2 separate regions of the Sus scrofa genome follow, and region 1 is linked to region 2. A link is a contact called in public HiChIP or PLAC-seq data. All regions are on one chromosome and are shown on one strand. The core of a region is the stretch at or near the end of the contact, and the rest is flanking DNA. Distances in the headings are between cores, read along the strand shown. Region 1 holds the start of GABARAPL2 (gamma-aminobutyric acid receptor-associated protein-like 2). Region 2 holds the start of KARS (lysine--tRNA ligase).

Region 1 (5,147 bases), core at 2,475-4,974, 76 kb after region 2:
CTTTTTATTTCCAGTTCTATTTACATCTCAGGCATAATGGGGGAGAGGGCATTAGTTAAAAGCTGCAGCCATTTTAATTGCTAGGTTAACACAATCTCCATGTCTCTGAAAGCCTGCTTCGTTTCCTTCAAGACGTACTTGAGGATCAGAATCAAGGAAAATAAAACTCAATACCATAGGTCCTAGTCACCCATTTCCTCCCACTAGAAGCCGCCTCCAAGAAGGAGAACACACAGGGCTACCAAAGATCTGCAGAGGACGCACGTGCTGTGAATGAAGATTTACCTCTGCCACCTCCACGAGGGATGGGGAGAGTACCCACAGATGCCCAGGGCTTCACCAGCCTCCCCTGGTGATGAGTGCACCCAGAGGCCTGGCAAGGAAGGCCGGGAGAGCCCAACGGGGTGACAAGATCACCCTGGCAACACTGCAGCTTCCTGAGCTAGAGCTGTAAGCAGACCAATGGCACCCATTAGGCAGGGCTTGGCCCGTCTCCTCAGGCAGAACCTTGGCCTAAGGGAAGACCCTTCTACTCTCCCCTAACCTCTGTCAAACACCAGGAAGTGGAGGCGGTAGAGACTGGGAAAGAGAAAATCAGACCAAAAAGTAGACAGAGTTTCCTACCTTTCACAGAAAAAGGACTAGAGTTTGACTTGGGCCATTTCTGGGGCTTTCAAGGATTTTCAAAAGAAACCTATTTCGGCCACACTGAGCTAGTTCCCAGAGCTTCCTAAAGCCTTAGCTTTATAAGTACTACTTTTCAGGGGTAACAAATGAAACTTAGTTTGGGTTACCAAGACGAGATGCAGCCACAAAGTCACTCTGGCAGGAGAGGGGCCAACATCTGGCTCGGGGCCTAGAAGCACTCAAAACAGTAACAGGAAAGGACTGACCAGGGATACAGACTATGCCGAAAATTTTTCCTCTTGCCACAGTGGACTAAAGCTGGGCTGTCAACTACCTACAAGAAGGGAATTGTAAAGGCTCTGCCTAGATTCAGGCCCCAGGTTATCCCAAAGATTGCTTCCAGGCAGCACAACAGCAAGAGCAAAGGGGGGGTTCCTCTTACAGTCAGAGTAAGTGGTACCAAGGGAGGTGAAAGGCTGTAAAGAGACCTCAGAGCCCTGTGCTGGCCGGCAGCCATTCCCATGTACTTGAGGATCAGGCCGCTGCTCTCAGTGCACTCTCACCACGGCCAGAGCTGAGCCTGGAGAGCGAGCAAGCAGGCAGGGTGGTTGATTGAAACTGAGCCTCAGCAGGGCCCACAAGCTCCTGGGGAAGAACTTATTTCATGGATCATTTGGAGAAAACCTCATTTCAGGCTTCAGTTCTAAAAATGGCTAAAGCCAAAATAAGTCCTAACTGTTTTAAAGGATTCTTGGGCGCCTGAGGCTGAATCTCATCTTTTGTTTGTTTGTTTGTTTGTTTGAAGTCCAGGCCTTACTCTATTGTCTTAACCCAAAGTATACACCCATCTACTGCAACTCTTCCTTGAACTCCTGAGGTCAGGGAACACAAAATCCTTATTTCCAGTCAAGACCCCTAAGAGCTTTCAGTCCTCCAAAGTTTTGAGTTCTGCAAGCAACCAAGCAGATGGCCAACACAGTAAACACCTCTCACCTGGACTGTGGGACTGTCTTATCCACAAACAGGAAGATTGCCTTTTCAGAAGGAAGCTGGATCCTTTTCCTGATAATCCACATGAACTGAGCCACAGTGATGTCAGATGGAACCAGGTATTTCCGTTTGTCAATGTCAACAATCTGAGAGCCTGAGACTTTTTCCACGATCACCTGCAAAAGCAGAGAAAGGTCGGGACTGGATTTCTAGACTGAGGCTCTGGCCCAGCATTACTGGAGAGCTGATGAACAATGTGTGGTCAGGGAGGTGGGTGGGAAACTGTGAAACATGAGAAAATACGTTCGACTTAAAAAAACCACACACTTAAGAATTGATATATATGTGTTACGGGGAAAGGTAAGTGCTTTTCTGTGGTCAATTACTTTCTTTCTCATCCCTGATCTCAGCATGCATGAAATAAACACAGCCCTCACAAAAAAGCTTTGCAACATCTTGTCTGGGCAGACTGGAGACTATCTGGTGAGAGCTTCCTCTACAGCCTGTTACTTCAGGACCCCAAAGTGAACCCACACTACAGGGGAATAAGATCCCAAGGAACACTGGAAATGAGAATGGACGGACTAATGGGATGGACTGGCAATCCCAACCAGCCAAGAACCAAGCTCTTCATTTGGCCTGTTGCTTCTCTCTGAACTACGTTTCAAATTTACCCCTCTTGCTCTCTCCCCAGAGGAACTGTTTACAAGCCATGAGCTACAATAACAGACCCGGATGTCCTTTAAAAACCAATCAGGGAGTTTCCATCGTGGCACAGTGGAAACAACCCGACTAGGAACAACGAGGTTTCAGGTTCGATCCCTGGCCTTGCTCAGCAGGTCAAGGATCCAGCGTTGCCATGAGTTGTGGTGTAGGTCACAGTCACGGCTCAGATCTGGAGTTGCTGTGACTGTGGTGTAGGCCAGCAGCAACAGCTCTGATTGGACCCCTAGCCTGGGAACCTCCATATGCCATGGGCGCAGCACTAAAAAGACAAAAAACAAAAAGGACTAAAGAAACTATGTGCCCTAACACGGAAGAAATATAGGATACGTTTTATTGATTACAAGGAAGGCACTGGACGGGGCTCCTCAGATTTTTTTTGGTCAGGAAAGGATGACAGGGTCAGGGTGAGAAAAGGGAAGGAGAAGTCAGGTAAAGCCGGAGGCTCAAAGTTAAAGATGAATGTCCTAAGGCTAAAGTATCCCTTCCAAAACCAAAGTGAAAGACTCCCTCCACCACTATTCCCCAAAGTGGCTGTGACCTGTTGCCCTGTCCTAGAACATCGTTTCTTACATAATTGGCGAGGGAGCCCTGAGGCTGCAGACAGCTCGCTGGCCTAGTTCCGGAGATTCAGCACTGAGGCATCCTGAACAGCACCAACTCAAGCCCCTCAAGCCGCCGCCCGAGGGTCCCTAAGCCGTCAGGCCCCGTCAACTACTCTAACCGGACTGGAATCTAAACTTATCAACTGCTGAATGGCCAGGGACCCTATCATGGGTCCAAGACGGCAGGGGTGACAGCGAGGTGAGGGGGCGGGGAGTTCACTCACCGGAACCCGGTCGGGATATTTCGCTCGGATCTTCGCAGATTCCACGCATCTGTGTTCTATGAGAAAAACACACCCGGCTGACGGTCGCGCCGGCCCACCGGCCTCCGGGTCCCTCGCCCCTCCTCCACCCCACCCCACCCCCGTGACCTGTGCACGCCCCCGGCCCTCGTTCGGGTGTCCCAGCGACCTCGGTCCTCGTTCCCCTGGCTCTGGCGGGGCCCGCGGAGGGCGGCGAGGAATCCATAGTTAGCCGCCCGGGGTGCTGGGGCCTCGGCGACCAGAGCTCAGAGGGCGGCATCCGCCCCACCCGGCCCAGCCTAGGGCGGCCCGAGTGGGGGAGGGGGCCCACCCGCCGCCCCAGCCCCCACGGGCAGGCCAAACGCCGAGCGCTTACCCAGCGAGTGGTCCTCCTTGAACATCCACTTCATGGCGACAGCGGGGAAAGGACGCAGCCGGCTCTCGGAGCCGCGGAGCTCAGCGCACCAACCACAACAACAACGACGGCGGCGGCGGCGGCGGTGACTACACGGCAGGCGGGACTTCCGGCCGCTGGAGCCTAGCAACCGGCCGGGGGCGGGGCTTCCGGCGCCGCTTCTCAGGGCATCGGGCCAGGAGGCGTGGGGCAAGGAAGGAGTGGGTACCGCGAGAGGCCGCGGGAGGAGTTGCCGTGGTGACGTTGACGATTGGGGTGTCTGTAAGGGAAGTTGATGACTGGGAAGGGGATATTCAGGAATTGGTAACAAGAGCGGGGTTTCGGTGGACGTTGGTAACAGGAAGGGATGTGTGGAGGTCTGGCTGATACGACAGGGCTCTTGGGAGTGTTAGAGAAGTCCGACCGGGGCGTTGGTGACAAGAGGGGAATTTTAGAATATCAATGACTGAAGAGGGGTCTTTGGTGGCTGCTGATGGCAGGGGGTCTGTTTAGGGCATTGACAGTCTGAGGGGTATTGTGTAGAGTGGTAACGGGTTGGGCTAAATTGAGAGGTTTTTTGTTTATTTTTTTGGCCACGCCCACGGCATGCGGAAGTTCCCAGCCAAGGCCAGGGATCCCACCTGAGCCACCGCAGCGACAGCGCCGGATCCCTAACCCCTAGGCCACCAGGAAATTCCCAGGTTGGGGGCTCAATCTGGAGTGTATGACTAGTTTGAGGAAACTGTATGGGGAGGGATACTGATGACAACCCCGGGGGGTTCATTATTGGGGACAGCCATAACAGGTTGCATTGGACCTGGAAATGGAGTTTAAACAAATCCCATTTCCTTGCTTTATTCACGAATAGTGTCTGAATAAACATTTAAGAAAAGGTATCATAAATATGCATTTGAGGGGCATAACATCACGCTGATCACAAAGAAACCCCTTAATCTTAACTGGTGGAGTAGTCAGAGGTGACAGACTCAGAAAATTCCTCTGACAGCTAGGCATGAAGCGGGTTTCTTCAGCACTCAGCTTTGGGGTTCAACAGTTACAGCCTGGGTTGTGTGAGTGTCTCCTGCCTGAGCGTCCGCCTTCAGGTTCTCCAGGAACGTCATTCCTTTCTTCTTCCAAGAGTCATGGGACGGTCTGCCCTGGGTCATCATCTGTTTATGAGCTGGTGCATATCTGACAAGATATTCACTTAATTGGGCACATGATCCTCACCACATGCTTGTGAGTCTGATGCATCCAAAAGGCCTGCATGTGTGAACATCGTCATTCACAATTTCCTCAGTTGAAATTCCTTATGGATGTTGTGGAATCTAGCTTCATTCTAAAAGTATTTTTGTTATTTTAAGATTGTGTGTCTGAGCAACTAAAACAGCTGTTTGTTGACTTGCTTGTTTTTAATGAAATGAAAAATCCTATGAATTTCATACCTCGAGATTATTGTTGCATGTAGGAACACTATTCCAAGTGTTGGGGGAAAGCCATGAACAGAACAGACCACATATATGTTCTTATGATGTTTGCATTCTAGTGGGACAAAGCAAAAATATA
Region 2 (5,459 bases), core at 117-2,616:
AGCATCTGACCAGCTTTGCTGTATCCTAACCACACCTGAGTCCCAACATTCAACTCAACTGCCTTAGAAACTCACCTCACCTGAGCGAAACTAAAAAACCATTTCCAATTGCTGAGAACCTTCTATGTGAATATGCATCTGTTTCAGCCAAGACATTACAATAAACTGGTCTGGCAGGGCTTATGCTGAATTTCCTTAAACACTGGAGAATTGTTTTTAAAAAGGAGTCTGTGAAATCTCTCTGAAAAGATACCCAAGAAGGTGGTTCCCCAGTGCCTCGCAGGGTGGGGGGTGGGGGCGGGGGAGAGTATCTAATGGGCAGGAAAAGGGGGAGAATTTTCCATATACTCTTTTTGTACCTTTGTAATAGCGAACCCCGTCAATATCCCACCTATTGGAAAAGTGAATTCAAGATCAGAAAATGGTGTTAGTTTTACCCGGATGTCACAGGGGGGCGGGGCGGGGGATGCTACCAAAGACACAACATGGTCGCCCCTCGGGACAGGAACGACGCCCCCGCCCCCACGCCGCGCAGGTGCCAGCGACAGGCCTCACCCCCGCTATCAGCAGCCTCGGGGTCTTGCTCAGCTTTCCGCTTGAGTTTCTGCGAGGAAGGGCTCACGGGGGCCTCCCCCAGCAGGTACTTATGCTCCTGGCCCCGTAGGCGCTTGAGGTAGCGGTCCTTCAGGGACTGCCACGAATGCTGGGTGAGCGAGCTCTTCTCCATCGCTTTCCACAAGGCATTGCCGGTGACCGAGCTGGGCGAGCGGGCATGTTCCTTCACGTAGGTCAAGATGGCCACGTCGTCCGCGTCCGTGAAGCCGATCCGCCCCGCGTGCGGCTGCGGCTCGGACTCCGCGGCGGCGGCGCCGCCTCCGGCCTGCCCCCCGGGCTTCGTCTCTGGGGCCTGGTCGTCCGCCGGAGCCGGGCCCAGCCGGTAGGCCTCCAGCTCGAGCTTCTCGTTGCGCTCCACGCAGTCCAGGATGTACTGCGTGGAGATGAAGTCGCCCGAGGCCTCGGCCGCCGCCTCCCCGGGCTGGGCCAGCAGCACGGCCCCCGGCTCCTGCACCCGGCACAGGGTGCCGCCGCCGTGCAGGATGAGCGTCGAGAGCCGGCGCTTCGCCGGACTGGGACGCACGTAGAAGGACATGGAGCTGCCATCCTCCCTCAGGAAAAGAGTCGACGAATGGGTAGGCCCATTGGGGTCTTTGCCCAAATCCATTGCCTCCGCCATTGCGAACGCGCAGCGGAAGAGCTGCCCCCTAACGAGCGTCTGGCGCACGGAGCCCCACTGCCTGAGGTAACGTACCAGACGCCGCGGCTGCTGGCCCCAAATGCGCCTGCGCGACAGCTGCGCGTTAACAGTGGGCGCCCCTTTCCCCGGAAGAGGCGGGACTTCCGAGCGTGACCTGAAAATCGCCCTACGAGTCTCATCCTCTTTAGGTCCGGCCCTCGGGAAAGATGGCTGCGGTACAGGCGGCTGAAGTTAAAGTGGACGGCGCGGAGCCGAAACTGAGCAAAAAGTAAGTGTCGATGCGGGTCGTTAAAACCTTTGCGATCGGAGAGTCTGGACTAAGAAGTACCTCGAGGCTTCGGCCGTAGCGGCTGTGCTTGGGGCCTTCCTGCCGGCTCTCGTGGGTACCCACATGCAGGAACGTAGCCCCTGCGCCCTGAACTACATCCCCCAGGATGCCCGAGGGCCCGCGCTGACCGCGTCCTTCCTCCCCGTCGTACTCCTGGAGTGAGAGTATGCGGAGAATTGAGAGGCGACAGAGAAAAGGGAAAATTACTTCTCCCCTTTGCTCCCCCTTGAGAAATGCGTTATTATTGAGCCACGCCCCAATAAGGAAATTGGAGGAATGTTAAATACCCTAGTTTTTCAGAAAGACCTTCAAATTGTCCTTGGCCTAGCCAAAGCCACTGTGAACCTTTAGTATTAAAAAGATCAGTTTTTCAACTGTGTTGTGCACCTATCCGTATGAGTTACTCAAAGGATCTGTGATTATTGAATAAATCACCAGTGTCCAGCAGTAGGGTCTGTCAGCCGGATATACCAAGCTGCACTCAGCATTGCTGGATGTATCTTTGGTGATCACCCCAAGTCCCTGGAGTATGAAAGTACTTATAAATAAAGATTAGCTGCCTTTTTCACTGGCTGTGTCTTTTGTTCTCTGAATACTGCACTCCTTCTCAACCAAAGTTCTTCATAAAACATGAGCAATGATTGAGTGACTATTTCCTCAGTACTCCCAAGTCTAGTACATAAATACAGTGCTCTTCCAGTTGCAAGGAGAAAAGTTAGTTTAGTGCATGTAATGACTGCTTTAGCATTCAGGCAGTTAGAGTTGACGTTTCCTTTTGTGTCTCTGGGTTTACGCTTCACATATTCTAGGGAAATGAGAAAGGAAATATGTAAGCTTTTGGTTTGATGGCACCCTAATAACGTTGTTTGAAGAGTGACCAATAGATCTTTGTAAAAGTTTGGAACCTGGTCTTGAACTTCTGCCTTGAGGAAGATTGAACTTTGATCCCGTTACGTCAGTAATTGAATATTAGAGTTATAAATCATAGATGCCTCCTAAGTAAAAACTCCAGTTGAGTGTGTAATTTTAGGGTAAACTGAGGAAACTGGCCAGTTCCTTTCTGCTGACTTCTTAGATTAATTACAGCAGTCATTTTTTAAAGCATCTTTTTTTGTGTGTTGGGCTCTGTGCTAGAATGTTAGACTTTCCTCTAATCTCAGTGATAACCTTGCAAGGAAGGTGTTAATATCCATTTTTCAGTTTAATAAACTGAAGCTCTGGTGATTATATACGTTGCTGAAATTTGCATGCCTAAAGTTTTGTCCGCCGTGGATTCAAAGCTCTGGAGCAAATAATCTAAAATCAGGTCTGCAAATTCTACAGCCCGTGCTCATTATCCTGACTGTATCATACCTCCTCATGTGTCTAAAAGAATCTGCTATTGATGTATATTTCTCTAATGGGCCGAAATAGTTTATGACTAACATTTCCTTCTGTTTCTTAATTGTTCTTGGAATTTCCTTGATCTGAATCTTTAGTGAACACCCCTGTATGTCAGTTATTTTTTTTCCAAGTTTAAAAACAGATGGCTGCCTGCCAGGTGACTCATTCCTAAATGAAGGGCCAAATTTATTTTAATGAAATCAAGAACATAGTTCCTGTCATTCTGTTGCCTTCCAGTGTTAATGTATAAACATAATGTAATCTACGACTCATCTGAAATTCTCCTTTCCTCCTTGTTCCTAGAGCTCCAAACAAGTCTTCTCCTTGACATAATTGCTTTTGTGTGGTTTGTTTTTAGCTTCGTCCAGAGTTTGCAGTTGATGGTGATATTTTATGTGCTTCCCATTGCCATCTTTGTGGCCAGGTGTTTAATCTCCAAGAGAGAAACCACCTGTCAGGGGCTTGTCTCCTATTTTCTAGAGTGTTGTGATCATCTCTGCCCATAAACTGTTAATTTACCTGCTTTTGACTTTTGTCCCCGGATAGGCACCTTTTTACCATAGCCGGGACTAAGACTGTTATCAGTTAGAGTTGCAGCACAGTGTTAGAAGGTTGCTGTCAGTTGAGAGGGTAGAATGGAAAATGGGACATTAAAAGATTGTGCAACCTCCGCCCGCACCACCACCACCCAACCCTTAAGAGTAGGAGTGCTCCTTGGGGGTATGTGTACTGTCTGTCCATCTGACACCACCTCTCTGTGTTTCCTGTTAGGTGGTGGTAATCATTAGTTCCAGGGTATTCTACCATGTTGACGCAAGCTGCTGTAAGGCTGGTTAGGGGGTCCCTGCGCCAAACCTCCTGGGCACAGTGGGGGCAGAGGGAGCTGCGCCTGTATCAACTTGCCCCTTTCACAACGATTCACAAGGACAAGCCACTTTCTGATAAAAGAAGGTTGGTGCCAATTACCTTCTTTATTGCTCTGGGAGCAAAAATCCTTCCCTTACTTAGTCTCTTATCTGTTAAGCTTCTGGTTGAGTCCTTAGATTTGTTGCTAAGGAAACAGCCCTGCTACCCACCAAAACCAATAGTCTTTTCTCCTTTTCTCTTTAATAAATTCAGAGTCTCACTCCTTGGGGTCTTGAGATGACTTTTAGGTCTTATTGTAAAACAGTGCTGAAAACAAAACCTTAGTATGAATAAAGAATTTCTAATGCAGGTTATTTTCCCTTCTCTGTCTTTCTGGAATTTGCTCCTGAGATTAATTTGGTTTCTAGTCTTAGTTCTCATCCCTAGGACCTTTTTATGGTTGTTTTGATGATTTAAAGAGCAACACCTGGTTGACTAGAAAGCGGATTTATTATGTTAACTCCAGGAAGAACCAGATAGGCTTAGGTGCCCCCTGACTGCAATACAGCACCTAAGCCCAGCACACTGTTCTGGAAAGGTGGCTGCACATCTGCTACAAAATAGTTTCTCTCCAGACAGAGGCACCTACTTTAAGTCCCTCTGAGTCAGATTTCTTACTGAAAAGATAATCACTTCAAATCTCCAGTTAAGTTTTTATTAATTGAGCTTTTCTAAAATCATAGTTAACAATGTGCCCTGACACCAAACGAAATGCAGCCATGCATGACTAAGGATCCTTTGCCATGGTTCATTATTATTAACTACTCATTCAGTTAACACTGGTGACTTGGAAGAATGATCAATTCTATTTGAATAATGAGGGTATCCCTCTCTATCCAAATTTGGTTTCTGGATTTAGATCGCAAGATTTCAAGTCACTTAAACCAAGTTGTACACATCGCTTGAGTTTTTGAGTCTCGGGTGACAAGTATCAAGAGTTTGGATAGTGAGAGATTTGACCAGAAATGTATCCACATCCGTTAAGTTTCTTTCCTGGTGGAGGTGGAGAGTGAAGGGTCAACATAGTGAGAGACACCTAGAATGGTCACATTTGCGTGCTTCCTAAAATGTGAGGAGCAGGATCTTCTACGTACTCATCTCAGTCCTCACACCAACTTCTGGGGAGAAGAGTGTCTTACTGTTTCTCAGATGGGGAGAAATTAAGTCACTTGCCCAAGGTCACGTAATTGGTAGGTGCGTGTGTCAGCTTTTAGTGCCCAAATAGTCTGAGTCCAAAGATGGTATATTATCCCCTATTCCCTGCTGCTTCGTATGCTTTTGCATCCAGTTTGTTGTCCAAGTCAGGCTTGACGGAGGTGAGGCCATTGCTGAGGGCCACTGTCCACGCACGGATCGATGCTGAGGGAGAGACTGGCAGTGGAGTGTCTTCTCTGAACTCAGAAGAGCCACCTCTCCCTCAGCCGACCCCAGACCAACCCACTCCCTGGGGGAGGGGAGAGAAGACAAAGCTCGAGATGTTGCCTTTTCACCCTGGGGGGTCTGTGCGGAGGTTATCAGACAGCTAAGATTCAGTCCTCGCCCTCAGGGAGCTTCCAAACCTAATAGGCTTTTCTCAAGCTGTTCTTG

The links. HiChIP or PLAC-seq counts read pairs in DNA pulled down with a chosen protein or histone mark.
Region 1: a contact with region 2 is called in an H3K27ac HiChIP or PLAC-seq map of alveolar macrophages. The contact joins the promoter of GABARAPL2 here to the promoter of KARS in region 2. A contact is called at or near these places in 3 of 47 Hi-C or Micro-C datasets (blood, embryonic fibroblasts and heart right ventricle) and 2 of 2 datasets of contacts at active chromatin or transcription factors (alveolar macrophages and skeletal muscle).

What each region holds. Positions count from the first base shown.
Region 1 is chr6:12,129,262-12,134,408 of Sscrofa11.1, forward strand. GABARAPL2 (gamma-aminobutyric acid receptor-associated protein-like 2) reads right to left here and starts at 3,725. Exons shown (of 4, transcript XM_003126859.5): 1 at 3,564-3,725; 2 at 3,170-3,225; 3 at 1,621-1,793. The coding sequence starts at 3,597.
Region 2 is chr6:12,056,109-12,061,567 of Sscrofa11.1, forward strand. It overlaps KARS (lysine--tRNA ligase), which reads left to right and starts at 1,367. Exons shown (of 14, transcript XM_003126856.3): 1 at 1,367-1,523. The coding sequence starts at 1,462. TERF2IP (telomeric repeat-binding factor 2-interacting protein 1) reads right to left here and starts at 1,343. Exons shown (of 3, transcript XM_003126857.3): 1 at 556-1,343. The coding sequence starts at 1,234.